Linked DNA regions of Mus musculus: region 1 is linked to region 2. The links are chromatin contacts, called in public HiChIP or PLAC-seq maps. All regions are on one chromosome and are shown on one strand. Each heading gives the region's core, a stretch centred on a gene start, on an enhancer-like site or on the middle of the called end of the contact. The rest is flanking DNA. Distances are from core to core; before and after follow the strand shown. Region 1 overlaps Polk (polymerase (DNA directed), kappa). Region 2 overlaps Cert1 (ceramide transporter 1).

Evidence for each region. HiChIP or PLAC-seq counts read pairs in DNA pulled down with a chosen protein or histone mark.
Region 1: an H3K4me3 HiChIP or PLAC-seq map of bone marrow-derived macrophages shows a contact between it and region 2, with 2.5 times the contacts expected there. The contact joins two enhancer-like sites. A contact is called at or near these places in 11 of 39 promoter capture datasets (the 3T3-L1 cell line, 3T3-L1-derived adipocytes, the HPC-7 cell line and 6 more), 14 of 484 Hi-C or Micro-C datasets (the AML12 cell line, CD8 T cells, ECoMG-derived neutrophils and 7 more), 2 of 115 datasets of contacts at active chromatin or transcription factors (bone marrow-derived macrophages and kidney) and 2 of 9 other capture datasets (adipose tissue and liver).

Annotation. Positions count from the first base shown.
Region 1 is chr13:96,493,489-96,498,665 of GRCm38.p6, reverse strand. Polk (polymerase (DNA directed), kappa) reads left to right here. Exons shown (of 15, transcript NM_012048.3): 7 at 1,824-2,063; 8 at 3,134-3,258; 9 at 4,671-4,837. Among named protein-coding and RNA genes, the nearest start is that of Ankdd1b, 25 kb to the right of the region's middle. Within about 2 kb of position 1,790, at least 10 of the 459 cell types and tissues checked have an H3K27ac peak or open chromatin away from gene starts, as enhancers often do. A contact at or near this core is called in bone marrow-derived macrophages, where this site is marked.
Region 2 is chr13:96,589,943-96,595,365 of GRCm38.p6, reverse strand. The region is part of intron 3 of Cert1 (ceramide transporter 1); the gene reads right to left. Among named protein-coding and RNA genes, the nearest start is that of Gm46436, 21 kb to the right of the region's middle. Within about 2 kb of position 1,560, at least 33 of the 459 cell types and tissues checked have an H3K27ac peak or open chromatin away from gene starts, as enhancers often do. A contact at or near this core is called in bone marrow-derived macrophages, where this site is marked.

The sequences.
Region 1 (5,177 bases), core at 541-3,040, 97 kb after region 2:
ACTGTGTCTGGAAATTTAATTTAAGAAAATTAAGCTCCTATACCTATAATCTCAGCACTCTGAAGGCTGAAGCAATAGAATTTGGTGTTCAAGACCAACCTGGACAGGCTGCATAGTTAATGTGAGGATAACCTAGCTTTAAAAAAAAATAAAAAAGAATATAATTGTTGCTTCTGTATTTACCTTGATTTGGGAAATATATGTGTTATGATATGGGATCAGAAAACTGTTGTTAATCCTATAAATATATTTAAATTGTTTTTATCTTATATTAAGCTTAGAGAACAGTTTTTAGTGGAATTATTCATGTGACTATTTTTGGTATTGTCATCCTCCTGTCTCACCCTCCCATGTACTGGGTCTTGGGATCCCAGGCACACACCAGTGTGCCCAACTCCTCTACGTCCTAACAGTACCACTCTCCAGTGTGTTAATGATTACACTTTCTGCTTTAAATCTGGGCCTTCATTAGTTGGATCAGACTCTAAGAATTTATGTAAAGAAGTTCTGCTTTCATTTTGCTGAAAGGACCCTGATTTAGCTCTCTCTTGTGAGGCTATGCCAGTACCTTGCAAATACAGAAGTGGATGCTCACAGTCAGCTATTAGATGGAACACAGGGCCCCCAATGGAGGAGCTAGAGAAAGTACCCAAGGAGCTGAAGGGATCTGCAGCCCTATAGGTGGAACAACATTATGAACTAACCAGTACCCCCCCTCCCCCGAGCTCTTGTCTCTAGTGCATATGTAGCAGAGGATGGCCTAGTTGGGCATCAATGGGAGAAGAGGCCCCTTGGTCTTTCGAAGATCATATGCCCCAGTACAGAGGAATGCCAGGGCCAGGAAGCGGTAGTGGATGGGTTGGGGGAGGGTATAGGGGGCTTGTGAGGATAGCATTTGAAATGTAAATGAAGAAAATATCTAATTAAAAAAAAGTTCTGCTTTCAGAAGTAATTTCATTTATAGCAAAGGCAAGCTCAATGAAAGTAATATTTTGTTAACAAACAAGTTAAAAGTGGAATCAACATTTGAAAAGAAACATTTCAGAATATTTTAATATTTTTGAAGTTTCTTCTATGAATAAGGAGGTTTTTTTTTTTTCCTCTTCCAAAGCAAAGTGTAATTTTGGTTGTAATTATTCCTACTGTTTAATGCCTTTCCTCCTCATTCCTAATCTAACTTAAGAAGGTTCTTTTTGTTCTTTTTGTCCTTATAGAAAAATAAAGTGAAAAATATTTCCTTTCTTAAATAAAACACAATAGATGTTGTAAGTTAATGAGTTTTAACTAAAATATTTCCTTTAAAACATACACTAAAGAAATGGATGCTGCTCTTTTTAAGGAAAGCCAGACCGCATTGTCTTTATTAAATAGCTACAAAAAAATAAATGATAGCGTTTCTTATCATGTTTCCCAGGGAGAAAGCTGAACTGCTTGTTCTCAGTGGTAGGGGAAGGTGGGCACTGGTGCCTGTAATCCCACGCGTACAAGGCCTGGGCAACCACCATCAGGAGTTCAAGGCCAGTGTGGGCCAGTGTGGGCTCCATGGTGGACTGAGGCCAGTGTGGGCTCCATGGTGGACTGAGGCCAGTGTGGGCTCCATGGTGGACTGAGGCCAGTGTGGGCTAATAGACTGTCTCAACCGACAGACAAGTGTGCACACACAGAAAGGTGAGAAGAGGGGGAGAGAGAAAAAAAGTAATTGCACATTGGATTGGGACATGCAGGAGGAGCATTGAGAAAATGAAAAGATGGAGCGAAACCTAGCTTAAGACGTGTGTGTTCCTTAAAATGAAGTTGCCTTGCCGTTCCTGTTTGTGATCCAGACACACCCAGACAGGAAGCTAACGAGCTGACTGAGTATGAGCGGTCCATCTCCCCGCTGCTTTTTGAAGATAGTCCTCCTGATTTGCAACCCCAAGGAAGTCCTTTCCAACTGAACTCTGAAGAACAAAACAATCCTCAAATAGCCCAAAATTCAGTTGTTTTTGGAACATCAGCTGAGGAAGTGGTAAAGGAAATTCGCTTCAGAATTGAACAAAAAACAACGCTGACAGCCAGCGCAGGTATTTATTTAAAGGGATATTAACACTAGCTGTTGCTCATTGTACAGCGATGATGACATTGGATTTGGCTGCTAGTAACTTGAACCTACTGAGGCCAGCTAAACCTCCAGGTAAGCTGTAATCAAGCACAAAAGCTATCACAGGTCTAGAATAGTGATCCTTAAGTGCAAAATATATTTTCGTTGGATTTGCACAGCATATTTGATTGGCACTTGCCCTAGATGGCTTTGGAGGAGACAGCCTAGCATAAATACAGGTTGGTGAACCTCCCCTCGCTTCAACCAAGAAAAAGATCAACTTGTAGCAACCTAAGACCATCTGGTGAAGAAGAAAAAAAAAGAAAAAAGAAAACTTTTAAAAAGGAAAGAAAGCCAACAGAGTCCCCCAGTTTACGTGTATCCACAACCCCTAGGGGCATCTCGGGAGTCTTAGCATAGGGGCTGATAATGGTCGCACCATTTGTCACAAAGCCTCTGCATGATCTTAAAGACATGTGTGATTGGATTAGTGGTTTTTTTTTATTGCAAAGCATAATCAGCTTTAAGAAAATATCTATAAAAACCAAAATAAGCTATTAATGAATGAATGTATTTAGATCCACCTGCTGTAAATTGACTTGATAAGACTCCTAGAACTGTAAAACATCAGGTGTGGTCGTTTGTTTTGTAGCATTAAAGATTAAAGGTTTTATATTGTTGTTGCTTTTAATATAAGTCAGAGTACTTGAAAAACTTTAAAAATTAAGCATCTACCATAAACTATATTCTAGACCTTTTCTGAGAAGTAAATAAGAATCAGCTAAAATAATTCTTTATTCCTAGGACAGTCATAAGTAATGATACTTCATATTACTTGGTTCAGAAGTTACTCCTGGATTCTAAGATGTGAGGGTTGAACTATTTCTCAAGTCACCTGCTGCCATAGCTAATCTATTCCCTTTCCCTAAACCTCAAAAAGCCCTGGGGAGATTGTCAGTTTAAGTGTCATTCCCGAGCATTTGCATGTCCTTGTCACATAATTAACTCTGTGTAGCTGCTTTTTGGAGTGAGTGGAGTGCTCTTCTTTTTAAGGCATCGCCCCCAATACAATGTTAGCAAAAGTGTGCAGTGATAAGAATAAGCCAAACGGACAGTACCAGATCCTTCCCAGCAGGAGCGCGGTGATGGACTTCATCAAGGACCTGCCTATTAGAAAGGTAAAGTCGTGTAGAAAGGCTATCATTTGTGTGTATATTCCGAATTCTACAGAGGAGCTAGAGTCCCAGCGGTTCTCAACCCCTTTGGGAGTCACAGAACAGATAGCCTGCATATCACATATTTATGAGTCATAAAAGTAGCGTATGTTTGGGGTTCACCACGGCATATGGAGCTGTTTTAAAGGGTCACACCATTAGGAAGGTCGAGAACCACTGGCTGATCGTAACTGTCGTTGCTGAAGAGCTGTGAAACCATAGGTAGCATGTGAACACTTTGCTTGGGGTTGGATGTGCACTTGAAACTTCCTGTAGACCCTGAAAGCAGTGTTTAGGAAGCTCTGCTGCGGGAGAGCAGAGGGTAAGCAAGAGGTGGCAGACTTTAGTTCATCCTCCATAGGAGAGAGGACATAAAGGAGCCCTTGCAGGAGCGCCTGCAGCCTTACCTCTTCTGTCTCACCCTCCAGTCCAGTCGCTGCCGGATGAGTGGGTGTGAACTCCAAAGGGAGTTAGAATTTCGGTTTTGGCAGAATTGAACCAAAGTACTTTACCATCTCTAAAATGATAAATTTTTCACACTAGGTTCCAGAAATGGCATATTTTATTATTTATAGCTTCAGAATTTTTGTATCCTATGTCTTCTTTACTTTTGTAATTAAGGATTTTTAAATTATTACTGAATAAGTAATGATTTTTAAATGAGATTTTAGAATATCACCAATATTTTAATTCACCCAATATTTGAACCTAGAACTTTAAAAAATGGAACACCTATTTATACCTTAGAAAAAAACTACTGTATGTATATAGCATGCAGGAATCATTAATACTGTGGTCTTTTCTATCGCCTTTTCCTTGAACATTGAGTGGTACCTTATACAGATTCAATGTTGTCTGTTATTTTGAACAGGTTCTAGACTATCATGTAGTATACAGTTGAAATGTTAAGAAATATAAAGTTTTATCATTTTAGAGATGGTGGCATACTTTGGATTAATTTTGTCAAAAACAAAATCCTATATCCCCTTGGATTGTTGATATGAGCACACATAAATATTATACTAAAAAGTTTTATTTGTTTGCTCTACTATTTCCAAAAATTTGTACGACCACAGAAGTCTTTTTTAAAATGCCTTTAAAAAAATTCTATCAAATTAGGCTGTGTGACCAAAAATAGTACCTGTTTTCTTGTATGACATGTGAAAACACTATCATTCACACCATTTGTTAGTGACAGAAGATTACATACAGTCTCTCCCCTGGGAATGCCGTAGCGTGTTCAAGACTCTGAGTTCAAGCCTGAGCACCAACAACATCCCCCTTCAGACATGCACACATGCAAGCACTAAATCATAAATATTTGCTCATCTGTGCTATACTGCACTCAATTTTGCTAACTATGGATTCTTTTCTAGGTTTCTGGGATAGGAAAAGTTACAGAGAAAATGTTAATGGCTCTCGGGATTGTTACTTGCACAGAACTCTACCAACAGAGAGCGTTGCTGTCTCTCCTTTTCTCTGAAACCTCTTGGCATTATTTTCTTCACATCGCGCTGGGTCTAGGTTCAACAGACCTGGCAAGGTATCTGTACAGAGTTATTCAGCCTTTTGTTGTTTCCATTATCATTTACCAATGTCAGTTTGAACCTTTGAGATAAAGGGGATTTCAAAATGATTTTTAAATTCACTTTGACTGCTTTAATTTAGCCTCTGTCTTAGCTAAGGTTATTAGCTTGCCTGTGGGAAAAAGGAGATAATGTCTCACTCGTAGGCATGGGCTTTAGCAGTGAGGAAGATGGGCAAGAGGAATGATGGTTACTTCTGTCCCCTGCCTGTCTCGTTCTGTTGCCAGACGGTAAGAGACAGGTTGGTGTTCAGGTTGTTGAAAAGACAGGTGGCTTATATTCCAGTTTAGTCCTGAA
Region 2 (5,423 bases), core at 311-2,810:
ATCTGCTTTTTTTTTTGAGGGAAGAGTATGGTAGAGGTAGAAGAAAATGGGGAGAAATTACAGTCACTATAACAACACAGTGTTCCGCTCACTGGTGCTGCTTTAGGGCTAATCCTTGAAAGGAATGCTGGTCTTTCCATCTCTCTCATTCTCCCACAGGAAAGAAGCTGAACTCACAACCTTTAATCACCTACCTATGAGTATTGTGAAAATCCCCAGTTCTACCCAGATATAACCAGTTACAAAAGGGAGGCCTTTCCTTTCCTTTCCTTTCCTTTCCTTTCCTTTCCTTTCCCAATATTTGCTTTAGGACACCTCCCAGCCCTTTCAGGGGAGGCTGCAAGGCAGAGGGTGGACATGGAGGGACCGGGAGATGAGAGCAATTGGGGGACATGGTGTGAAATTCACAAAGACTCAATACAAAGGAAAAAAAAAAGAGTCCCCCTCTCATTGGGGCTATGGAACCTGAAGAGGTTACCTCCTGCAGCCTTGCAGGAACCCCAGTGGAGCAATACAGACACCAACCTACCCACAAAAATTTCAACCCAAAATTTATCCTGTCTACAAGAAATATAGGCACAGGGGATGAGCAGAGACTGAGGGACTGGCCAACCAATAACCAGCCCAACTTAAGACCCATCCCATGGGCAAGCACCACTCCCTAACACTATTAATGATACTGTTATGCCTGCAGGCAGGAGCCTAGCATGGCTGCTCTGAGAGGCTCCACACAGCGGCTGACTTGGACAGATGCAGAGACCCACAGCCAACAGTGGATGGAGCTTGGGATCTCTTACGGAAGAGCAGGGGAAGGATGGCAGACCAAAGGGGACAGGACTCCACAGGAGCCCAACAGAGTCAACTAACCTGGACCCTTGGGGCTCTCAGAGTTTGAATCACCAACCAAAGAGCATACATGGGCTGGACCTAGGCCTCCCACATATATGTAGCAGATGTGCAGCTTGGACTTTGGGTGGATCTTGAACAACTGGAGCAGAGGCTATCCCTAAAGCTGTTGCCTGTCTGTGGGATACGTTCTTTGAGCTGGGCTGCCTTGTCTGGCCTCAGTGGGAGAGGACGCGCCTAGCCTTGCAGACACTTGATGTGTCAGGGTAGGGTGATCCTTAGGGGGCCCTATCTGCTCGGAAAAGGGAAAGGGGGTGAGTATTGTTGGAAGGGGTGCCAAGGAGGCAGGCAGTGAATGGAATGTAAAGTGAATCAGTTAAAAAAAAAAAAGTCCCCCTTTCACTGTCCTGCAACACAAACCTCTTCTTTCTCAACTTTGCCAGAGTTTAAAATGACAGCTGGCTAGGGATACATTACAAGTTACAAATATCATATATAAGACATGGTTTCTCTCTAAATATCACAGTAATGAGATTATGCCTACATTATATTTAAACATTCAATCCTTACAAAAAGAAAACAGAAAAACAATGACAAAAACAAATCAAAAACGAAAACCTCCAAACAAAAAAATTAAAAAAACAAACAAACTGAAACTGCTCTTCTGTCCAGTAGAGGGAGCCATTAGCATACTACTCAGATTGTATGCCTGGAAAGCTGACAGGGGTTACTACTGGTCAAAGAACTATCTTAACCTTTAGACTAATTCCTTTATCCTATGTGCTTGGGATTTTTAGATTTCAGAATATTATAATTAAATCACACAGTTCAAAGCTATGAACTTAATAAAATAGTAGAACTGTCTACAAACTTACTTATCTTAAAGTTACTAGGCCAGTTTGATAGTTTAACTATATGGAAGATAAATTTAACTATCATTTTGCATCATTAAATCATCTAAGCCCTAAAAGTGGCATATAAATATACTAAATATTGAATTTAAAATTGTAAAGCATTTTCTTTAAATAATTTTTCCTATTAATGATCACTATCAAGCAATACAGCAAAGAAAAAGGCAAACATTTCCATATGGTGTCAAAAATTACCTAGTCATGATTTAAATTAAGGGAAAAGAGAAAATACAAAAATATTAACATCAAAATATAGGACTTTTTCTGAAATGGAAATTCTAAAAAGCCCAAGCAGCTGAACTGCAACATCCATCAGTCTGGGACCCATGTTATAAGAAGACAAACCTTATAGGAAGCAAGATGCTGTATCTTAAGAGAGAATGGATATGAGTGGCTGGACAGATGCTTCAGTAGTCAACAACCATCCTAACTCCAACTTCAGGAACTAAACACCTTATTCTGGCTTTCAGTGACACCGCACTAACATGCCATACCCCACCCTCACATAATTAAAAAACTCCAAACATCTTTTTAAATAGTATGTTTTAACACATTTACTCCAGAAAGCATCACTGAAAATCATACAATGGGAAAAGCAACAGTAAAGGCAAAGAGGTAGGGCTCCTTTGGACAGTGAGTGTTGTTCCTAACTCCTTTGCTATCCTCACTGTATGACTGGACTTTATACACTGTGTTCAGAGTCACAACACTGCTTAGAAAAGGATCTGGGATTCAATTCCAGATTCATGTGCCCATCTCTAACATTTCCTCCAGGTATCCTGGTGATGGACTCCAGACTCTTAGACAAAGGCTTGGAAAGTATTGGAAGTCCTGGCAGACTGACAAGGGACCAGTTCAACAGCTGAGGTGCAACTGGGCAGGAAAAGAATAGGAAATGAAAGGGTTGAGGCAATGAGGGAAAGACAAAAGGGAAGGGGTAAGGGAGAGTCAGAGCTGGTAAAATACTCTAAGGACAAAGAAAAGCCCGTGCAGGCCCTGACCCTCAGATCTCAAGCTAAGTGCTGTAATACCCTGATTCTGATACCCAAGGCCTGCACAGAGTTCAGAATCCCAAGGGTCTCCTGCTGCTGCTGCTTCATACTTACGTACTGTCACAAATTGCTACTGTCAAGTCAATGAAGGAAACGAAAGCTCTTAAAGACCAGTATTTTTTGTCCACCTTGAGTATCTCATCCATCCATAAGCTCTACACAGGTAGAATAAAAAAATCCTCATCGAGGGGACTGGGAGACAGACTGATGCACAGGTTTCTAACCACTTTGATTTTGTCCTCCTACAATTTCTCCCCTGTGTACTCAGGCTGAAGAATAGCAATCTATTTCTTTTATTTCTTGTTACATAGTGTTGATCTCAGCATTTCCCATCTGACCTTTCCCACAGTACTTAAATAGGGTCTTGTTAACAGCAGATACACAACTGCATAGAATGTTAACCTCTTTTCATTTACTCTTAAATATTTTATATCAGTAATACAATAAAATAAGTCTTTTGCTCTAGCATGTGTTTGTGGGTTTATTCCTGTTTTGAAATATGAATCAAGATGAATGTTTTTAAGTGCACAATTCAATACACACACACACACACACACACATTGTTGTACCAACAAACTCCAGACACTTCATCGTGTGAAACGGAAACTCCGTATGCGTTAACCAGCAGCACAGCATTTCTCCCTCCTTTCAACTGTGGTAACTACAACTGTGGCTCTAAGCTTGTCTCCTTACACACTGACCTTCAAGACTACTTAAAATCATCATTAAGTCCTTTGTCCATTGCTGAACTGTTTTTAATATTGTAGTTAGGTCTTAGAAATTCTCTGTATAAAATGGGTATTATTAGAAAATGAAAACATTTTCCCAACTACAAGTTCTTTTTTGCTCTATGAAGTGTTTTAATGCAGCAAACCTGCCAATCTTCATAATGTTGAATTTGTCTGTTTCTTTTACTGCCTGAAAAGTAGAGTTACACCTAATAAGTGACTGCCAGGATGAATGCTGTGAACATTTTGCCAAGTTTTCATGATGACCTTAGGTATTTCCTTCCTGGATGCCTGTGATGGTTTGTATATGCTCAGCCCAGGGAATGGCCCTATTAGAAGGTGTGGCCCTGTTGGAGTAGGTGTGTCACTGTGGGTGTGGGCTTTAAGACCATCATCCTAGCTGCCTGGAAGCCAGTATTCTCCTAGCAGCCTTCAGATGAGGATGTAGAACTCTCGGCAGCTCCTGTACCATGCCTGCCTTGATGATAATGGATTGAACCTCTGAACCTGTAAACCAGCCCCAATTAAATGTCCTTATAAGAGTTACCTTGGTCATGGTGTCTGATCACAGCAGTAAAACCCTAAGACAGTGCCCAACTTTTTGACATCATGATACTGTCAGTCATCTACAAAGGTACCACTTATGAGTTAAAGACAAAGCCACAAAAGAAATCTCAGAATGTGTTTGAAGTAAGTTTACTATTTGGTGTTGGGCCACATTCATAGCTATCTTCAAGTACATGTAGCTCATGGCCAGACACACCAGCTAGATTCTCATCCATGTTAAGTAATTAATTATATGGTTTTGGATAAGCATGATTTTAAAGATTGTTTTGGTAATGAAGTCTCTTCAGGCTACAAATAAACATTGGGTAGATTTTCTATTTCTGCACAGAAATGTCATTAGGAATATGAAGGCACTGTATTAGATACACAGCACATTTTAGATAGACCAGAAATAATAGCAATATTAAATTATGCAAATTAGACCACAAGTTGCCATTTGTATCTTCTTTCACCTTTTAAAGTATTTTTCACTTTTGTGGATGTGTCCATCTGTGTGTTAACACCTTGTATGTTCAGGTAACTGTGGAGGCCAGAAGGTGCTGGATCCTCAGAAGCTGGAGTTATAAGCAGTTCTGAACTGTCTCAGATGTAGGTGCTGGGAGCCAAACATAAATGCTCTGGAAGAGCAGCAAGTACTTTTGAGCCATCTCTCTCCAGCCCCATGTCCTTCCTTCTTTCCTTTCTTTCAATGATCAAATTTCCTATATTAACTTGGGAATTGTGGTGGCTTAAATGAGAGTGGCCCCCATAGGCTCATAATTTTGAATGTTTGGTCCCTAATTGGTGGGCTTTTAAAGGAAGAATCAGGACGTGTGGGCTTTTGGGAGAAGGTAGCCGCAAGGGATGGGCTTTGAAGTTTCCAAAACACATTCTAGGCTCAGTCTGGAGATCTCTGCCTACTGTACGTGGATCAAGGTGTAAACTCCGTTTCTACTCCAGTCACCATGCCTGCCTGCTGCAAGGTCTCTCTACCACGATGATCATGAGCTAACCCTCTGAAACTGTAAGCAAGCCTTCAAATAAATGCTTTCTTTTATAAGTTGACTTGGTCATGGCATCTCTTCATAGCAACAAAACAGTAATTAAAACATAGTTGGTAGCAGGGAGTAGCTCACTGCAGTAACTGGCCTGCCTGACCACGCTGTTGGTGGAATGTGGAATTTGGGACTTTGGATTAGAAAAGCAACTAATAGGCAGAAACCCCAGAGAAGCAATAGAGATACCAACCCACCCACAAAACTTTCAACCTAAAATTTATCCTGTCTACAAGAAATGCAGGGACCGGGGATGGTGCAGAGACTGAGCCTAACCAAAACTGG